Linked DNA regions of Rattus norvegicus: region 2 is linked to region 1. Evidence: chromatin contacts called from public Hi-C data. All regions are on one chromosome and are shown on one strand. The core of a region is the stretch at or near the end of the contact, and the rest is flanking DNA. Distances in the headings are between cores, read along the strand shown.

The links. Hi-C and Micro-C count contacts between places; a contact is called where the count stands out from the background.
Region 2: a contact with region 1 is called in a Hi-C map of frontal cortex, with 2.2 times the contacts expected there. The contact joins the promoter of Zfp536 here to the enhancer-like site in region 1. A contact is called at or near these places in 1 of 12 Hi-C or Micro-C datasets (frontal cortex) and 1 of 1 datasets of contacts at active chromatin or transcription factors (oligodendrocytes).

The regions. Positions count from the first base shown.
Region 1 is chr1:99,447,964-99,450,663 of GRCr8, reverse strand. All of the region lies in intron 3 of Zfp536 (zinc finger protein 536), which reads left to right. Among named protein-coding and RNA genes, the nearest start is that of Zfp536, 150 kb to the left of the region's middle. Within about 2 kb of position 1,378, at least 31 of the 93 cell types and tissues checked have an H3K27ac peak or open chromatin away from gene starts, as enhancers often do.
Region 2 is chr1:99,597,691-99,600,390 of GRCr8, reverse strand. Zfp536 (zinc finger protein 536) reads left to right here and starts at 1,348. Exons shown (of 7, transcript NM_001427135.1): 1 at 1,348-1,542.

The DNA.
Region 1 (2,700 bases), core at 129-2,628:
TTTTATATATTTTTATGGATAGTAATGAAAAAATATATATATTTTATATTTCCTCCATTTTTTTTAGTCTGGCACCATAAAAAAATAAAAAGTAATACTATTTAATCACCCACAGCTTAATAGTGCCTTAGTTGTTTACTGCCACTGTACTAATTGTTCTGTACTAATGTGTTTTTCTGTGATATCCAGTAGTGCTAAGAGAACGGAGATCTATAACCAATTAAATATAGTGTTTTGTATGTTAAAAATATATCTGGGGAGGCTAGAAAAGGAACAGAAGCCGCCCTTAAGCAAGGCGCGTTGGCACCGTGTCGGCGCCCAGCAGAAGGTGCCCGCACTGCCTCTTTTGCGCAAAGACAAAGGGGGTAATTTTTTTGGCAAGAAAACAAACCCCAAGAAAACACAACAAACTGAGTGTTTCCTTTTTTTTTTTCTCTTGGCCCCCCTCCTGCAACTCCTCAGGCTGTTTCTGGCCTCTCTCCTCAGCAGGGAGAGGTGGGTTGTGGAGCCAGGCAAGGCTAGCAGCCTTGCTACCCTGAGCCCCCTGCAGGTCTTGCGGGGGAGGGAGGCTGGCCCAGGGCCCAGCGGGGTTCCGCGGCCATAAGCCTGAAGAGCGCCCCATTCACACGCGGGCGGCCCTGGGCACAGGGTTAATTGAGGATCATTGTTAGTTCTAACAGGAGCGGGGTGTCCTGGGTTTGGGGGGGGGGGGCGCGGCGAGAGGGTGTGAGGGGGAACTTGTAGGCGCGGCGGCCGTTGCAGAGACAGCAAGGTGATGATGGGGAAACCAGACATAATAGCATTCATGCAATTACTAAAGACTCTGGGAGTGACCAGAAAAACGCCGCCTCTGTCCGGGATGTGTGCAGGCCAGCTCACGGGTCACACGCACTCTCACGAACACGCGCTCACGCGCGCACACGGACACACAGACACACACAGACACGCACAGACACACAGACACACACAGACAGACAGACAGACAGACACACACACACACACACACACACACACACACACACACACACACACACACACACACACGCGTACGTTCGCTGGCGCGGCGCCCGGTGGCTCCCGGTGGCGCTCGGTGGCAAGGCGGCCGCACGATCTCATGCTGCCCTCATCCGCCGCCCGCCCCGCCGCCTGCCAGCCAGCCCCAGCCCGCGCCCGGGCCCCGCCGAGCGGCCGCACTTCACCTTACGGAGGGGGAGATAATGAGATCAATTAGAGGCGCCGTCACCGCGCCGAGACAGCTGCTGGTGCATAGTAATCACCGCGGGGCTCCCAGCTACCTGCTCGCAGCACCGCTGCACTGCGTGTCCCTCCCGGTTCCACACTGCCTGGCCTTGTGCCCTCCTGTCACCTTCTCCTGGAACTCGCTCCTTAGATGGCCTGGGTGGGATGTTCAAGAGCAAGACCGGTGTGACAGAGCGCATGTGCTTATAGTGTGACAGTGTGTGAATTTACACACCGGTGTGGGTGCCAGGGAGAATAGAAGGAGCATCTGTCCCTGTGCCTGCTGGTGTGTGCTCCTGAGTGCTGGCATCCTGTGCATTTGCATGGGTGGCCTACAGAGATGTAGGTGTGTGTGTGTGTGTGTGTGTGTGTGTGTGTGTGTGTGTGTGCGCGCGCGCGCCCCTGTGCAGTTGAGGTTAATGGTCTGCACAGGACTCCCCTACATATTTATTTTATGAGGTTTGTTATTGTGGGTAGCCTAGGAGAGACCTGCATGTATGTTGTGAGTGACACATGAATGGAAGTATGTCTGTGGGATCATGCACATGCCAGGTGGTACCATACTCTTCTCCTTTTAGTTGCTCTGTGGTGTTCAATTGTCTCTTTGAAGGCCAGTTGTTGCTAAGTGAGAACCAAGTGCCACGTGCCCCTGAGTCACAACTTGGACACTCTCGATATCCCCCACCCCATACATACTTCTTCGTGGACTACCGAGGTGGCTCTTGGCCACCAAGCACATCTCTGCTGTGTCTCCTCAGGTCTGGGGGCTCATCTTTGTGGTTTCTGTTTGATTCTACACTTCAAACGGGTCCAATTTCAGGAGCTGTGGGGATCTCCCATCTGCCTACTGTATGCCATTTACCCATCTCTGGCCAGGAGAGGAGGAGACTGTGAAGGGCCAGATCGTCCCGGTTCTGCCTTAGACACTTGTTAGCACCTTCAAGGTGTTCAGGTTGGCCATTGGGAGTGCTCTTTTGTTCTTGACAGTGGTTGAGCAGGACCAGTGCTAAGAAAACAAAATTGATCAGAGTCAAGAGTTGGGGCAGCCTTACAACAACAGCCCCCTTGACCTATGGAGAATTTATTGATAGCCCCCACCCAATGGATATGCCCCTAAGCCACAAAATGTCAGCTTTCTATATGAGTGCCTTTACTATGAAGTTTAGTTCCAAAAGTTTAGGCACAGCTGGAGCCTGAAGATGGCTGGACAGCATGTAAGGGGGTGAATATGCTAGTCACAGCACGGGGTGGGGGTGGGGGTACACACACAGGGGGGATAGGACACAGCAGCATGAAACAATTGAGAGGTGACTTATAACTTACAAATTGCCTGCCCCTGGAATTTTCCATTCAATATTTTCAGGCCATTTTTGACTATGACTGACAGAAGTTTTGGAAAGCACAACCTGCCATAATGTAAACTGTAAAGGCAGCTAACTCCGGGCGAGTCAGCTGCTCCTT
Region 2 (2,700 bases), core at 99-2,598, 150 kb before region 1:
TCCCTCTCTTTTTCTTTCTTTTCTTTTCTTTTTTTTCCCCACCCATAATGACACCAGGATCATTATATAATCCCATAACAAAGAGGCTTTTGAGGCACCAGCTTTTGTCAACTCTAGGACAGAGCATTCGTAATTGCATTATTCGGCTTCCCCCCCATCTTTCCCCGCTTCCTCGGCACCACTGAAACCCCCACTTTGTTACCTCGGCTTGTATTATTTACCCAAACGTTCGCCTGGAGGACCAGCCTTGCAAAGTTGCCTTTAAAAAAGTTATTTTGTTTCGTAATTAAGTCTCGGAGCCCACCGCGATGATTATTCTGGACCCATAAGGCAGAGAACCTGCATGACGTTTTTCTCGAAGTTTAATTACCGTATGCTAATTTCCTTGCCTACTACGTGATTAATTAAAATCATATTTTCATAATCATTTGGCACTAGTATTGTTTTAGAATTATCATGATCTCCTAAATAGTGTCTGTAAATAAAGTCGCCTCTAATGGCAGGCGCGGGAGGCGAGGCTGAGGACCTCTCGGTGTTTGTATCGCGGCGATTGGCAACATAACGGCCTTATTTACATTAAATACGCCACAAGGTTACAGCGCGGATCAACGTCATTTGATCGCTGATGACTCCCTTAAACGCCCGGGCTGTGACTGATTCTCCACGTCCCGCTGTCCACCGAGATTCACCCGGGAGTTTTTTTTTCACCCCAGAAAAGAAACAGACTTTAAATAGTTTGAGGAGCAGGTAAGAATTACGCGTTTTCCTCTCTCCCTTTCCGCGTCTCTCTCTCTCCCTCTCTCTCTCTCTCTCTCTCTCTCTCTCTCTCTCCTCTCTTTCCGTGGCAATCGCTCTCTGCCTCTCGGCTGGATAAAAAATTCTTTAGTTAAAGGCAGGAATGCAAAGTAGTGACAAGCGAAGGGGCTGATGTATGTCTCCGTAACGAGTCTGACAATCAGAATGTAGCTCTTGGAGAATAGATAGATTTTAATAAGTGTGTTTACATGAGCTCAAGGTCAGAAGCAAGCTGCGCTGTGTTAAATGGTTTCTTAGTTGCTAGACAGAGAGAAAAAATGGACGACCACACACCATTCTTTGTAGATTATTATATCAAGGGTTCAGTCTCCGGCTCATCAAAGCTAAATGCTGAAAGACCTATCTAGTTGCTGTGAATTACGCCAGGGCGACAATGGAGATCCTTTTTAATGGTACAATGCATTTCACCTACCAGATAGGGGGAGGCCGAGCAGGGGATGGGATGTCTGCTGGGGTTGGATGATGAGTATCAATGAACGGGGCGATTCTGAAATGAGGTTGATGAAAAGCGAGCCTGCCCTGCTCAGGCTAGGCTGAGAGCAGTTGGCCGGGCTCTGGCGAGTGGGCGACTGAGGCGCGCGAGCTGGGCGCCCGTCCCCCCTCAGCCCCGGAAAATGATCAAGTCAATCATGTGGACATGTTTCATTATTCATTGAACACAATCTTTTACAACGCTCGGTTTACGTGCCCGAGTTTGCTCCCGACGCCCGCGTTTAATGTTTTAAGGTAAGGCAAACAAAGGTGGTGGGGAGGCCGGGGTTGGGGGTGGGGGCGGCGGAGTGGAGGGGCGCGCGGGTGCCAGGTGGTGGTGGGGGCGGCCCTGATCTCTGGGAGGTGGCAAAGTGAGTTTGGACACTTGGCGTGGTTCTCTACCCCCCTTTTCCCCTCCCCCTCCCCCCACCAGGCGAGGCCTGTAACCCGGTTGCTTCTCACCCCATCGCGATTAAAAAATATGGTCTAATTAAATATCCGTGGCTGTGACGTTGGAGAGAGAAGCTGTCAGCGGGGGTTAAGAGGAAAGGGGGGGGGTATGTGGAAAAAAGAAAAAAAAAACAGGAGGAGGAAAACCGAGTAGAGGCGGCCACCCGGCATCGAATGGCGCTGGAGAACTTCGGCGGAGAGCGGGACCCGCGCCCCGGCCGCCGCCTCCCCACCGCAGCCGCAGTCCCGGGACCGTTACTTTGAAAGGGAGTCCCGAGGGCCGAGCGCTCAGAGCCCCAGTGGGATCCGGCGTCCACACGGCCTGGCCCGCGCCTCCCTCCTGCGCTCCCGGCCTCTGCTCGCAGCCGGGAAACTTTCCGTAGGGTCGGGGGCCGGGGGAGCCAAGAGAGAGGGGAGGCTGCGCGGCGGAAACTTCTCCAGCGACTTTACCCGTTTGCTCCAGTGCCGGGGCTGGGGGGGGGGGGCGGTCCCCGGCTACCTTCGCCTCCCCCGCCCCGCCATCGTGCGTGGTGCGATCTGCACTACCTGGGAATCAGGGGGTAATTGGCAATTATTTTATTTTTAAAAATCAAAGTTAGCTGATGCTTACGGGGTGCCTAACTTGCGGTTGTAGAGAGCGGCCAAGACCTGCCATTTTGTGTTTGCATCGGCTTCCTGCGTCCTAAGAGCCGGGCAAGGCCCTGCGAGGTGCCTGGGGGGCGATCCCGGGACCCCGAGACCTTAGAGGCACCGGCACACGTGTGCGCCGCCCTCAGCACCTGCCCCAGTCCGGCCCAGGTCCCGGGGGCCCGCGGGGGCCTGAGACACAGAAATAAATAAATAAGTAACAGGTTATGGAGGGAAATGAGCCGGCCAGTCCCGAGCTGGAAACGCGAGGCCAATCAGAGTGGAGGAGTGCGGCGGAGTGTGTGTGAGGGGGGTGGCGGGGGAGTGGGGTAGCAT